2 separate regions of the Rattus norvegicus genome follow, and region 2 is linked to region 1. A link is a contact called in public Hi-C data. All regions are on one chromosome and are shown on one strand. The core of a region is the stretch at or near the end of the contact, and the rest is flanking DNA. Distances in the headings are between cores, read along the strand shown.

Region 1 (7,663 bases), core at 3,829-6,328:
GCTATGGTTTGGAACTATTGATGGTACTGTCCTTTTCTAGAATCCATTAATTAAACCAGGCCATTGCACTCAAGTTCCCTGTCTCAGAGTATTTTATTACTACTGTGAGCATGATGCTTGCATATTATTAGGCGCAAAGATCAGAGCACAGCTTTGGGGACATTCCCTTCCCTCAGGGGTTCCAGGGATCAGCTTTTAGAGCAAGCACTGTTACTTTCTCAGCCATCTTGCTGGAGCCCAGATAGCTTATGTATTCAAATTTATAGCCATTTTCAACAGTAATTTAGACTTAATTTTTTTTAAAAAAATGCATTTTAAGAATTTATTTTCAGGGTGTGTGAATGCTCTTTGTGGAGGTGAAAGGATTTGGTTTTCTGTTCCCACCGTGTTAGTCCTACAGATTGTAACTCTAGTCAGCCTTAGACGTGACTCTCTTGTTTGGTTTGGTTTTGAGACTGGATTTTACTCTGTAGCCAAGCTGGCCTGGAATGCCGAGCACTCCAGCTTTAGCCTTCCAAGTGCTGGGATTGCAAGCCTGGTTAGATTTTACTTTTTTCTTTGTTTTCCTTTTTCTGTTTTAAAATTAGGCTAGATTTTACTTTTCTTGTTAAAAATAATTTTAAGTATGTTTACGTATTTGTATCAATGTATTGGGGCATCCACGTACCACAGTACTTATTTGGTAGTTGGAGGACAACATAAGGGAGTCTCTCCCTTCCACACAGATCATCAGGCTTGGTGACAAGTACTTTTACCCATCCAGCCGTCTGTCTCATTAGCCCTAGAGCTAACTCTTGTTAGTGAAACTGGAAAATAGAGTCTAGTGGTCAAGAACACTTGCTGTGGGGCTAGGAGCTTGAGTCTGCATTTTTGGCTCTACTGTGCCCCTTTGAGCATTATTCTAGGACACAGCTTCCCATGGAGTACTGTATTTTTTTAGTTTCCAGCTGTCCCGAGATTTTAAGGAGGTATCTATCCCTTCCTTTCCATCCGCCCGCCCCCAGCCTGGGCTCAGGTGATAACACTTAAGCCTTCCTTCCAAGAAGCTGGGTGGTGGGTCTACAGGTGCAGGTGCTGTACCTGGCTCAGAGCAGTGCTTTACTGGAACTTTCAGGTTGAGCTTTCAGCTAGGAAGCTGAGGCATGGGGTATTGATATTTAGAAGATATCTTTTGAGAGCTTGTTTATCGCTAGCTAAGAGTGAGGATTTCCCAGCAGCTGAAGTAACACAAGTCTGTAATCCCAACACTTGGAAGCAGAAGCAAGCCGAAGTATTGCAAGTTCTAGGCCATCCTGAACTACATGTACTGAAACCCTGCATCAAAAGGGCATCCAGGGGTGCTGGAGAAAAGATGGCTAAGCTGTTAAAAACATTGGCTGTTCTTCCAGAGGACCCAGGTTCAATTCCTAGCACCTACATGGCAGCTCACACCTGTCTCTAACTTCAGTCTCAAATGATCTGACCTCTTCTGGCCTCTGAGTACTAGGCATGATTCTTGGGCACAACATACACATGCGTGCAAGACACCCAGACACATAAAGTCGGTTACATTAAAGGAGGAGAGGAGAGTCCTATGATCATGCCTCCCATCTGAAAGATCCAGAAGTGAGGGTTTTTTAGCTACTCTGGTCTGCCCCTTCTCCCTACCAGGCTTGCAGGCAGCACCAGCCATTTCAGATGGCCGCTGCATTATTGCCTAACCTGTGCAAGGGCAGCTGCTTACAAGACCCAAATACAGAGGGGGAAGAGAAGCTGCACAGTGAGTCAGTAGGTCACAGCAGCAGGTTTCTCCCTGGACTCTGCTTCTCTTGTCAGCTGTCTCAGTGTGCTAAATGCTTGCAGTAAGAATCCCTCTGGAGTCCCCACAGCACCTGTGCTTTCTTGGATCATAAGAAAAGACAGCTCAGCTAGCAGACAGTATGAAGTACATAGTGCTTGGATTTTCTTGTGAGCCTTCCTTTTCCCCTTCATATCACAGTATGCAAAGGGCTCTGTGAATGTCCTGGTATTCATTAAACCACATGACTAGGAGCTATTTAATATATATTTTAATCTATATGGTGTGGGGGGGGTTACACACATGCATGCATGTGAAAGTCAGGACAGGAGAGTTTGTGGGAGTTGGTTCTCCTTCCACCCTATGAGTTCTGATTATTGAACTCAGGTCAGTGGAGTTGCAGCAAGTACTTGTACGCACTGAGCCTATAAGGTGGCCTCAGAAGAAAACTCTGGTTTGTAGAAGTTACTTTGTTTTCAGTGGGAATAATACACAGTGGGGGTGTGTGGGCAGATTCAGGTTGGCAGGTCTAACACTTCAGTTAAGTAAACTGCTGGCTGAAGGCACAGGACCTGCAGTAAGTGGAGGGCTCTGCAGCATAATTGCAGGTATTGCATTATAAGTAGTTGACTCCATTGTCCAGGAGGTGAAGCATAGCTCAGGGAACGAGCTGTGGCCCTCAGGGGCTCTGGGAGGTGCCACTGCCCTCTGGTTTAGCCTCCTTTCCTTGGAGACTTCATTTTCTGAGACATTGTTTGGAAATCGAGACTCAAGGAAACCCCTCATGGTTGGTTACCAGGGTTTTTTTGGTTCCTGAAAAGGCGTTGATTGTTGCTTAAAATACACACCAGCAGTTCTCTTTCCATAGAAACTCTGTTTCCAAGCTCCAGGCTTTCTCACTTCAGTTGGAATTGACTTGCTCAAAGTACATTGATGGCTCTGTGAAGTTGTAGTCTGCTGGGCAGAACAGCAGCCAAGCCTGAAAGATAATCATGACACTGCTGTCACATTTGTATCTGTTCATATCTGGAGGCCAGGTGATCTCTGGCTTTAAATCACAGGAGAGGTTTGTCATGTTTCTGCTTTTACCTGGAGAGTCTAAAAATGACACCATGTGCGAGCTAGCCCCTCTGACCACACAAGTATTTACTATTAACTGTTTGTATTTGGTGTGCTGCAGCTTTATGAGGTTATATATATGAACTGTGTTGATGGAACTGAAAAATCTTTACATCATTTTCTTGCTTTTCAGATGTATTATTTGCCTGTTTGCTTTTGTTGTTGTTGGTGGTGGTTTGTTTTTTGGTTTGGTTTGTTGTGATTTTTTGAAATGGTTTCTCTAGTCCTGGCCAACTTGGAACTTGCTCTGTAGGTCAGGCTGGTCTCAAACTTACAGAGCTACACCTGCCTCTGCCTCCTGAGTGCTAGGAGTAAAGGCGTGCACCACCATACCCTCAAGCTGTGCCTGTTTTTCTTAAACTGCCTTGCATAACACATTTGTTTTGTCTCATACTGAAAGTTTTTCTAGCAAGTAATAGTGTAAGGTAGGAAAAAACAGATTGACAGGGAACCCACCCTAGCCAGAAGGAGTCTTACAGACTATCAGATTTTACTAGAATTTCCTTTGATCAATTCGTGATTGACCCACCAGGGGGTAGGGAAGCAGCAGGCACAGGGTAGAATGCTTTTCTGTAAGCAGAGTAGGGCAGGACTGTGCTCAGCTCAGAAGACAGTAGATTAGGGTTCCTTAGTCTTGGGCTATTAGATGAGCATGCTGGACAGGCTGAGCATTGATTGCTAAGAGCTGTATCTCAACTCTTGGTGTGTTATAAAGTGCACAGTGGTTTCTAAACCTGAGCTTAGTGCAGTAGTGGGTGACCTGTACTCTCTCTTCTTTAAGTGGAAGTGTGTGGTTATGTTTCTCTCTGACCATCACTTCCCAGAGCCATCATCCCTGACCCTGTCATACTGCCCATCTCCATGTTCGTTTTCTTGTTCCTTCTTACTGAAGTTGTCTTGTGTTTTCGTGATCTCTTTGGGATGAATCTCTAAAGTAGCACAGTACATGCTTGGCACATAGGAAGCCCTCGGGAAGAATAGAAAAGAGGGGTGAGGGATGCTTGCCAGGAATTGCAAACAGTAACTAGATGCTGTGTTGGGGGTTGTTCCATTGGATCGCTAATCATGCTGACTCTAGACCAATCCTTGCTGACCTGCTTCCTTAGATTGAGGTTCTGAGTTGGAAAGAACGAAGGGGAACACTTTTCTGAATCTTTTTTTTCCCTTTCCCTCACCCTAGCTTGCCAGCAAAGCACGGACGGAGAAGGAGGAGAAGCTGAGCCAGGCCTATGCAATCAGCGCTGGCGTCTCCCTGGAGGGCCAGCAGCTCTTCCAGACCATTCACAAGACGTGAGTTGGGGGAGCATAGGGGTTCCTATTCCTAGAGCTGATTTTGTCTGTCTGTCGGATGAAAGACTTCTGGGTGGTTGTCTTGCTGAGAGTGTACGAGGGCAGCTGGGGCAGTTGTTGGCTGAGAGGTGGCACTTGGAGCTCCCTTTGCACAGAATACTGTGATCCTAAATCAGTCATTGCAGTCTTTGTTTGTGAAAGCTTGTTTGGAATCACATTGTCCTGTGTGGGTCTCTGGTAATAGTAATCCCTGATTCAGAGCTCAGGATTAGCTTCCTATTGTTATTACTGCCATCCTTACCTCTAAGATTGCTTGTGGTTTTATTAAGGGAAGTTATATCACTTTCCCTAGTTTGCTCTGGGACAAATACAGGGAGTTAGGAAGAACAGAAGGCAACCTTCTTACCTCCTTCTAAAACACATGTTGTCACAGCAGAAGTCATTTGACTCTCTACTAGCTTCCCTAAGTGCTGAAAAGCTGGAACATTTGACACCCTCCTCAACCCCTCCTCCCCCCATGGGCTGCCTTCTGTTACCCTGTTTAACCACCCAGGGTCTGATGCACAGATGGCAGCTGGCTGTAGAGCTGTCTGGGGCCGGGTGTGTCTGAGCATTCCCAGGTATGTGAAGGAATTCTCTTAGTAGCATCAGCTGCCCTGGGATTCCCCATGTGTGAACTCAGATGGATCTTCCTGGTCTGGCAGGTGTCTGTGTATCTGGTAATTGAGTGGGGCTAGTGGGGCACAGCTTGCACGGTTAAGGGTAGAGGCTGGATGGAGCAAAGTACAGATGACTATTTCTAGAAGTGCTATTTTTACCCTAGGTCAAGGGTGGGCAGATTATGCCAGCAAGACAGATCTGCCCCCTTGTGTATGTGTCATCTGTTGGCAGATTTCTGTAGCTACTTATGATCTGACACTGTCTAGAAAGCAGTTGGCAGCCTCTGCTCTAGACCACTAAGTCAGTTCTAGTGATTTAGGTCTGGTTGTTCATTTGTAACTTGGTTTGAGCTTCTGAGACTGCCACCAACTGTTTTATGATTTTCCAGGCCCCTGATGCTTCAGACTAACAGTTCTGGGCTCTCCCTAGGATAATGTGCATTAGTGACTGCTCTCCTGTCCAGAGATGCCCAGAGAATGTTTGTTGTCTCCTCTCTCTGGCTCAGTATTGAGCTGAGAGCTTGGGAGAGGGGTGTGTGTGTGTGTGTGTGTGTGTGTGTGTGTGTGTGTGTGTGTGTGTGTGTGTGTGCGTGTGTGTGTGTGCGCGTGCGCGCGCGCGCCCGCTAGTCTAGTGGTAGTCTTCTCCTTCTCTTTCCTTTCCTTTTCTAGACAGGGTTTCTCTGTGTAGCCCTTGCTGTCCTGGAACTTGGTCTGTAGACCAGGCTCACTTGAAATTCAGATCCAACTGCCTCTGCCTCCCAGGGGCTGGGATTAAAGACATGGGCCACAATGCCTGGCCCTGAAGTTCTTCCTAACAGGAGGAATGGGCTGTCCACAGGATATCACACTCATCTATATTCTTCTCCTTCCAGCATTAAAGACTGTAAATGGCAAGAAAAAAACATTGTAGTCATGGAAGAAGTTGTTATCACACCCCCATATCAAGTGGAAAATTGTAAAGGCAAAGAGGGGAGCGCACTGAGCCATGTACGCAAAATAGTAAGTAAAGGAGCCACCTGCGGAGCAAGGGTGGGTTCTTGGCTTGGTCCCTCTTGTACAACAGGCAGGACCCTGTGCTCCTGCAGGCTCCTTGTCTCCTAGCAGTGCGGCCTGATGCCCCTGCTCATCGGGCTCTCTAGCCGTGTCCTGGATGATGTGGGATAGAAACCTTGGTGCTGTGGGGTAGGGTGAGCAGTCAGCCCCGTGTCTTACACCACATGACTGCAGAATTGTAGCACATGTAATGGTAGATGCCCTTAACTGTGGGTTAAGAACTGTAGGTTTGGCTTTGGAGTGTAACAGTTGTAGTAAAACAACTTTTAATCTGGTTGAGAGGCCACTGTTACATCTCCTTGGGTTTGGGCTTTTTTTTTTTTCATAGGTGTGTTTTGCATATGTTTATGCAAAATACATACCATCCATCCATGCATATGAGACTGTATATCATGTATATGTCTGGTGCCTATGGAGGTCAGAAGAGGGCATTGGGATTTTATGAAATCGGAGCTATAGCTGGCTGTGAGCTACCATGTGGGTGCTGGGAATCGAATCCAGGTCCTCTCTAAGAACAAGCGCTCCTAAGAGCCGAGCCACCTCTCAGGCCTACACTGTTGTGGACTTAGGAAGTATAATAGAACTAATTTTCCTACCCACTAGCTTTTTCTTTATTTATGTCAGATAGGAAGAAGGGGCTTGAAGAGATGGCTCAGCAGTTAAGAGCACTTGCTGCTCTTCCAGACGACCTGAATTCTGTTCTCCACATTTATGTAAGGCAGCTCACAACTCTGTGTTCTATATTCCAGTGGGCCCAAGGCCTGTGATACCTGCACTCTCTTACTTGTGCACATATACAACTACGTATAATTTAAAATAAAATAAAATAATGCAATACATTGTTATAAAGGCGGGAGGGATTTTGGTGGTAATAATTATCCCATTTTGTTATGTATTAGTTTATAGCTGTACTGTTAAGCCAGTCTTAGCTTAGCTTCCACACATGTGGCTGAAACAAGAGGTTTCTCTTGCCTGTCTTGCAGTTGGGGTGGGGTGCAGGGAGCATTGGATAACAGCAAGCCAAACTGCCAGGCCTGGGAAGCTTGGCTTAGATTGTACAGGAGACCTCGCCCTGTCTCCATTTCTGACTTGGCTGCTTGGTCTCTTGCAGGTTGAAAAACATTTTAGAGACGTGGAAAGCCAAAAGATACTGCAGCGTTCACAAGCCCAACAACCACAGAAGGAGGCTGCCCTGTCATCCTGAGTCCACAAACATGGAGGACTCTTCCAGCATCCAGCCACAGAGATGGTGGTGGTGGCTTCAGCGGAGGCAGGCCGGGGGAGGGAAGGGATCCTGTATTTCTTGCTGACTCTTATTAGGGTCAGTGTTTCAAAAAAAAAAAAAACAAAAAAAAAAAAAAAAACAAAAAAAAAAACCTAGACTTGAACAAACACCCAACAAAAAAGAGCAAGAGAATAATTTAAACGTTGAATCATTACTTGACTAGCAGACCGGCCCACCATGTCCTTTCACAGCCCTCTGGAGCAGTCATCTTGTTAGTTTTATTTTTGCAAATTCCTTTTCACTCTGCCCTTCACCTGCGTCTCTCCTTCCCTAGTCTGTTTCTGCCATTCTGATTTTCTAAGTGGACATACTTGCCTTCTGAGTGATTGAAAGAAACTTTTACATCTTTTCTTCCAAAATAAAAGTAACAAGTGACTGTGACTCTGAAGCCGAGGCCAGAGCAGAAGACAGAGGTCTCACTTTGAATTTTCTTTTTTTTTCTTTAACTTTTTTTTTCTTTTTTTGCACAGGGCATGGCTT
Region 2 (7,663 bases), core at 2,077-4,576, 66 kb before region 1:
CAGAGTCTACTATCTAGTCAGAGGATGCTACCTTGGCTTGTCCTTATAACACTCCATCATCTCCTTAACAGAGTTCATCAAGCTTTCCAAGTACATTCTAGGAGATGCGCAGATTCTGAGTTCAAGACCCTTAGGGCTTAGAGGGTGTAGCTCAGTGCTTAGGACTTATGCTTGGTATGTGTAAGGCCCTAGTGGAATACCCAGCACCCTCCCCACAAAGAGCTGATATTAGGGCAGGAGAGAGATACTGAACCAACAATGCTATAAAGGGACAAATGTTGGGCTGGAGAGATGGCTCAGCGGTTAAGACCACTGACTGGTCTTCCAGAGGTCCTGAGTTCAATTCTCAGCAACCACATGGTGGCTCACAACCATCTGCAATGGGATCCGATGCCCTCTTCTGGGGTGTCTGAAGACAGTTACAGTGTACTCATATAGAATAAATAGATCTTAAAAAGAGAGAGAGAAATGTTTACAAGTTATTATTGGGGTCAGTGAAAGTATATATAACAAGGGGTCTCGTTTAATTAAAAGACAAAGAAAGGCCTCTTTCAGGAAGTAATATTAAATTGGACTCTGGGAGATGAGTTAGAAGTAAAGAGAAGGGAATGGAGCATTCTGGAAATGGGGCACAGGAAAAGGAGAGAAAGGTACAAGACTGGACTTCCAAAGGCTAAACTTAGGAGGGGAAGCTTAGATCATGTCATGCTCAAACTCTGGGCTGGTGTTCTCCCAAGATCCAGGAGAGGACTGGCTGCAGCAAAATCTATTAAAAATGATGGTTTCTGGGATTCTTTCCCACTCTGAACAGTAAGCGTTGCGGGTGGGCTCCAGGAGTGAACAATTCCGAACAAGCTGCTCTGGTGACTTGCTCTACACACTTCTGGACCACTGACAGGTGCTAGTGACAAAATCAGAATTGTTTTCCAAACTGTTCTTCAGTAGACTTGCATTCTAAACGATCATTCCGACTTTTGGAGGAGACCCAGAGGGAATCAGGGATGGTATTAGCTGCCGGGATCCAGCTGCTGTATTTAAGGAAGGTGTGATCTGGCTAGGACGGAGGTGTGAGGATACAGATGACGGCATGGACAGAGTCATGAGGTACTTTATAGGAGAAACCTTTACTGTTCATTTCAGCACCATTTACACATGTCCTTTTTTTTCATTTTTTAATTATTTTTTTACATGTGACTGTTTCAAATTTCAGGGGCCATAGAAGAAGTCAATAAAGAAAGTAAACATTGCTGGGCATGGTGGTATATGCCTTTAATCCCAGCACTTGGGAGGCCAACCTGGTCTACAATTGAAGTCCAGGACAGCCAGGGCTGGTTACACTGAGAAACTCTCTCCTGAAAGACAAAACAAAACAAAACAAAACAAAACAAAACAAAACAACAAAGCAAACAAACAAAGAGAAGAAGAAGAAAAGAAAAAAGAAAGAAAACATTTGGTTTATGTCTCCTAGGTTTTTTTATGCATACAGTGTCAGGCACATGAATTTTTGCATCTAGTACTGGAACAAATCAATATTCTGTTTTGTTTGTTTTGAGACAGGTTTCTTTGTGTAGCCCTGGCTGTCCTGGAACTCATTCTGTAGTTCAGGCTAGCCTTGAAGTCAGAGATCTGCCTGCCTCTGCCTCCCTCCCAAGTGGGATTAAAGGTGTGCACCACCACCGCCTGGCGTAAATCAATGTCCCTGTTGGGTATGGCTTTGGTTTTTTTTTTTTTTTTCTCATATGCTTTTTTTATTTTTGAAATAGGAGCTCATGACACTCAGGCTGACACTGGACTCTAACTCACTGGTGTGGAGGATGACCTTGCACACACACTCTCTCTCTCTCTCTCTCTCTCTCTCTCTCTCTCTCCTCCTCCTCCTCCTCCTCCTCCTTCTCTCTCTCTCTCTCTCTCTCCTCCTCCTTCTTCTTCCTCTCTCTCTCTCTCTCTCTCTCTCTCTCTCTCTCTCTCTCTCTCTGAGACAATTTCTTTCTATGTAGCTCTGGCTTTCCTGGAACTTATTAAGTAGTTCATGCAGGCCTTGAACTCACAAAGATCTGCCTGCCTCTGCCTCCCAAGTGCAGAGACTACAGGCGTTCACCATCATCTTCTGCTTTAAAACAAGAGCGTGAAGTGAATATGTCATTATGTTGTTTTGTTTTGGATGCTAGGTATCGAACACAGGCCTCAGATGCTACCCACCTGGTCTACTTCCAAGCTATGCTCCAGGCTGTAGACCCGTATAATTATAACTTTTACAATATTGTAGCCATTTTCAGGGATTTTAAAAACAGTCACTTGTCTTTAAGGCTCACTACATGACAACACTATTACCAACATTTTCTAAATTATTGCAGAAACACATTCAGATAAGCAGATTAATTGGCTGGCTATAAATAAATATACACACATTTCTGTATAATTTTCTCTCTATATATTTCTATATAATTTTGTGTCTGCATGATAACTTACTGAATAGAGGTCCCCTAGTTTATTCGCAGATACCTACACAATGGATATTTAGGTTGTTTCCAACATCTCATATTATAAGCAATCTCCTTCTATGCTCATTTTGGAGCACAATATTTTCTTAGAATACATTTTCCCTAGGAGAATTGCTAGGTCATTGACAAAACTATGTAGGGTTAATAACACAGTTATGTTCAGTTCCACTGACATGGTGGTATGTGTGGTATCAAAGTTGGAGACCAGCGGTCTTTTAGGTTCTTGGTCGGTTCCTTTGAAGGCCAGGGACAGTGACAACCTACGCTGGCTTTCTCCAAGGAATTTCTTCATTAAGATGCAGCATTTTGCCTGATTAGGCACGATGGGTTAGAGATTGTCCAAGCTAATCTTTCAGCTTCGACGCTCCTGCAGAGGCTTCCACTTCCGAGGCAGCCCCTAGGATTCCACACCCCACCTCCACCCCATGCCCTCCTCCTAACAAGGGAAGGGCGTGTTAGGGAACAGCTCAGGCGGGCAAAGATTGCACCATCCACCGTTTGAAAAGGAAGTCGAAAAAGCACAGAGAACAAAATCGTAAATCCCACACATCCAGCCCCTGCAGCAGCCGGGATCCGGCTTCTACTCATTTCATTACTTGGCGAAGAGATCGAGACCCCTTCCCTGCCACTTCCACCCCAGCCTAACCTTGGGCTGGGTTTTGGCCCTTTAAGAAGCTGTCACGGTGGCGCTATTGGTCCCGCCCATCTGAGGGGAGGGCCGATTGGGAGGGGAGGGTTCTCGGCTGAAGCCCGAAAAAGGGGGGGTCTGAGCCTATTTTTAGCTCGGGGTCGGGTCACGTGACGGGAGTGACGTCTCCGAATGTTGTTGTTGGTGGCGGCGGCGAGCGGAGCCGGAGGAGCCGCCGCAAAGATGGAGGAGCCGTCGAGGAGGCGCTGCCGCTGCTGTTGCCGCCGCTGCTGCCGCCGCCGCCCGCGAAGCCGGAGCTCGAGCCTCAGCGGGTGAGCGCGCCGCACCCGCCAGGACCCCACCTCCCGCAGCCCCGGGACGCCCCGCAGTGTCTCGTCCTCCCGCCGTCGCTGCCCGCGGGCTCCCCACGACCCTGTCCTTCCTCCCGGCGCGCGCGCCGAGCCAGCCTGCACCCCCAGGGAGCGTCGCGGGGCCCGGGGAGTGTTGCCTCTGGCTCGCCGCGCGCGCCCCTCCTCATCCCTCCCTTGCAGGGCTCCTTCTCTGCAGGTAAGGGAGGGGCCGATCTTCCCGCACCCCGCGCCCCCAAATGGCCCGCAGACCAGTCGGGGATGTCTGATTTGTCTCCTCCCCAGCGGCTCCTAATCCGTTGCAACCGCGACTTGAGCCTTGCTACCCGGATTCTGGGCAGACCCTCTCTCTCTTCACTAGACACCCTTTCTTGTTACTCTGAGGTGAGGGGCACAGCCCACCCACAGTGCTTCTCCAAGTGGCGAAGAACATACCCTTGATTTTATGTCCTTGACGTCCCTGCAGGTGGAAGAGGACTGCGGGGCCCACCTTACTTGTCTGTGCTATTCACCCCCTCGCCTGTGAGGCGTTACTGCGTTTATTACCACCCTCTTCTGTCTGACACCCTGGAGCTCGAAAGAGCTGGGAGATGAATTGGTGATCTTTCTTGGCTAGGGCAGATCTCCCCACCCCACCCCTGCGCCCAGTTTTCATCTTGGGTTTGTTTCTCATGGGGCAGAGGTTCTAATAGTGCCTTGTTAACTTGGGGGTAGTCGGCTTCCCCCTCCCCACTCATCCCTGGGGCCCTCAGGAAGAAGAGAACTGGCTGGATGATAAGTAATTAATCTAAGAGCTGGGGGCGGGGAGTCGAGTGTGTTTCATTTCGGGGAGAAGGTGACCACTGGATGTCCCTGCGTTTGGCCTTCTGAGATGAGCTTTGTCCCTGAAGAGGAAGGGTAGCAACTGCAGTTGCTTTTGGTGTGTGTGTGTGTGTGTGTGTGTGTGTGTGTGTGTGTGTGTGTACGTGGATTCTCACTCTGGTAGTGACCACTATGCTTCTGGGTCCTGAAATTAGCTTTGGATCTTGGGGATGGAATGGAGAGGAGTTTAGGGTTCAATGGGAAGGAAGATAGAGTCAGATCCTAGGAACAAAAGGAGACGGGGAATGGGAGATTGATTTGGGCCAGAAGACCTCAGGCTAATCCTGTCATTGGGACCTGTTGGCCCTCCACTTGGGTTCTAAGGTTGCAGGCAGGGAGAATCCCCAGTCTCTTAAACCCTACACAGTGGGACCCAGGAGCCCAGGCTAGCTGTGGAGATGCGATGCGCTAAGGGTGAGCCCTGTTACGGGCTCCTGCCAGCTCGTTCCAGTCTTCCCTTTTCTTTCCCTCCCTAAACAAAGCTCGAGGAGAACTTGCTTTGCCTCCTCCTCCTTAAGTCTTTCCTTTTCTCTCTTGCCTCTTAGACTTGGATCTGGACTAGATCTTGTTAGAGACAGAGAGCCTGAATTAAAGGAGCAGGCTGCACCTCCTGACACACTAGGGGCAGGAGAGACAAGTCCCGGGTGCACGTGTAGCAAATGTTCCCCGTCTTCCTCAGTGTATCCTCCAAGGATCGTGGAATCTGGAGGTGGAGGGGTAACCGTGTCACACGCACCACCTACCCCCAAGTAGCTGCAGAGCTAAAAGCTCTGCTTTCTATTTCTTGGGGCTGGTATCTTAGCTGTGCGCTTAGGCACGGGGCTTGGGAAGGGGGGTCATTGTTGTTTTGTATGGGAGAGGAGGGGGGGACAGCCTTAGGAACTGGGGGGGTAAGGCAGTCGGTGCTGAAGTACCAGCTGCTCTTCAATAATTAATTCTTCCTACTCACGTCCCTCTGAGGAGGGGTGTCTGGAACACAGCATCGGGCTCAGCCAGCCTGCTAGAGGACTCACTCCTGTTGGGGGGGGGGTGAGAGAAAGACTCAGTGAGGGGGGGCGGCAGTTCTTGGCACTTTGGAGCACTGTCGCTTGCTCATGAATGAAAACGCGGTGCAGCCAGTGAGGGGGCCTATTGTAGCTGACTTTGGCTAATTAAACTTTCTCTCCCTTTCTTTTCCCCTACCCACCTCACCCCAGCCCCAACCTCAGCCCTTTCTTGAATGAGAGCCCTGTCTGGTAGTGCTGGGGAGGCGGGGGGCTGAGGGGAGATCATCACTGTCTGAAGTTTTAGGGCAAACAGACCCAGTCTAATGCCCTCTGTCTCCACCTCCTCCCCTCCCCCCCTCCTTTTTTTTTTTTTTTCTAGAAATAGCAGCCTCCTCCATCTGGTTTGTACAGATGTCTGGACCTGCGTCTGAGCAGACAAACAGAAATGGGCTGGTTGCAAAAATGAATTTGTCAGCCTGGTGCCTCCCCCCCCACTCCCCTGTTGTCTTCCCCCTTTCCCTAGTTTGGGGGCCTGTGTGGCTTCCATCCTCCTGGACTTCTGTTGGCTCAGCTGGAGGGTAGGCACAAGGCAGTGGAGGCTCCGGGAAGAGGCTGGGAACAGTTGTCTGCTGTGGCTGAAGCCGGGAGGGGTCGAGATGAGAAACTGCTGGTGTCTTTCGATGGGATGTCTGGGCTTTGGGCTTTGAGCTTTGCCAGGCGACGAGCGAAGCCCATCTTGGGTGCATAGGATTTGGTACAAACTGCTAGGCCTTGTTCTCTGATTTGGGGAGTAGCCCTTGACCTAAGAGTGGCCCTGGACTAGGGGCTCAAGACTTGGGCCTGCCTCTCTCAGGCTCCCTTGGCATGTCGGGAGTGGGAGGCTTGGTGATTCTGGAGGGGAATTTGGAGGGAGCTGTTGGAGGGACAAGATCTCTGTAGGAAGGCATAGTGATGTGGCCCTCGGGTCATGGTATGGCTCTGGTCACCTTTTCCTGTCTCCTTTTCCTCCCACCTTCTGCTAGAGTTTTTATTGCTGATGAGTGGTGAAGGACTGTGCTGCTGCCCTAGGGTTTCTGCCTTGCCTTCTTTAATAGAGCTTGTAGGTGGGGGCTCTGCCCTTCCCTCCTCCCTTCCTTGTCAGGATGCCTTGGATGGAGGTAGAAAGTAGGTTCAGACCCTGGAGTAGCCGACCCTGGAAGGATAGAGTTGACTATTGGGGGGAGGGGAACAGGACTTTGGGGGTGCTGAAGTTGGCACACTGAGTTGTCACCCACGTGGTGGCTAGCGTAGCAGCTGTACAGCTCTGGTCCCCAGCTACCCACCCATGTAACAATAGCAGGCCACTTCTCTGTTGAAGAGGCGTGCAGACGCCTCAGACTGCCTGCTCTTTCCTTGCCTGGCCCTAGACAAGAAGTTAGGTCTGTTTTGATGAGGCTGGGGAGGCTCTACTGTTTTTCAGGAAGCCCTGCTGGTGGGTCTCGTTCACTTGGAAGATCTGTGAACTGGGTCTTGGGGCTTGGTAGAAGCCATTATTTGCAGGTGGATGGTGTCTCTGGGTCCCACTCTGTGGGGGAGCAATAGCGCATGACTACATCCTGAGCCCACGGTGTGAGTTTGAGGAGATGTTTCTTCTTCTCCCCAGGGGAGGAGATCCAAAGAAATACTAGGTGAGGGTAAATGGGGGTTAAGGGGTGAGCTTCATCAATTTTGGGTCCCTTGGGATCTGGTCGTCTTGAGTGGCCCACTGTGGAGGTTTTCTTCATTAAGTAGATGGGTTGGGCTACTTAGACTTGCTGGCAGTCGTGGGAATTTCTGAACCTGTGTTCCTCAACCCACGGGAAAGGGTGTGAGCGGGACTGGGCGCCAGCTCTGGTGTGGGCATGGGCTGAGCTGGCCTGCCCACGCGGGCTCTGCCAGGACACCAACAGCCCCACCTGCTGCATTCCTGAACTTGGTCCCAGAGCTGTACAGGTTCTTTTGGTTTTAGTCTCGGTCTTTCAGTTCTGAACCCTGATCTGAAATATACCCTTCTATAGCCCCAGAGTCGAGAGCAGCAGGCTCGGGACTCCTGGGTCTTTGTGTGCGTCCCGTGGCCCTCCCAAGGAAGACTTGGGAGGCTTCTAGGCTCCAACTGGACCCCACCCCTGGGAATCTTTGATAAGAATGGAGGGTTTGCAAAAGTTTAATACTGCCAGGAGGTAGGGCTCCCTGGGAGAAAGTTTGGTATCAGAGTAAAGGGTGTTAGGTAATACCTGATACATGACGGGCTGCTTGAGTCCGGGGAGTAGAGTTAGGCCTTTAATGCTGGCAGTTCTGGTC

The links. A called contact is a pair of places that touch in the nucleus more often than the background predicts.
Region 2: a Hi-C map of psoas muscle shows a contact between it and region 1, with 1.4 times the contacts expected there. The contact joins the promoter of Hdac5 here to the enhancer-like site in region 1. A contact is called at or near these places in 2 of 12 Hi-C or Micro-C datasets (the A7r5 cell line and psoas muscle).

The regions. Positions count from the first base shown.
Region 1 is chr10:87,619,551-87,627,213 of GRCr8, reverse strand. Lsm12 (LSM12 homolog) reads left to right here. Exons shown (of 5, transcript NM_001105843.1): 3 at 4,077-4,186; 4 at 5,718-5,844; 5 at 7,010-7,663. The coding sequence ends at 7,102. Among named protein-coding and RNA genes, the nearest start is that of Tmem101, 14 kb to the right of the region's middle. Within about 2 kb of position 5,078, at least 11 of the 93 cell types and tissues checked have an H3K27ac peak or open chromatin away from gene starts, as enhancers often do.
Region 2 is chr10:87,683,717-87,691,379 of GRCr8, reverse strand. Hdac5 (histone deacetylase 5) reads left to right here and starts at 3,326. Exons shown (of 27, transcript NM_053450.1): 1 at 3,326-3,461. It overlaps Snora33 (small nucleolar RNA, H/ACA box 33), which reads right to left and starts at 2,390; the gene lies at 2,259-2,390.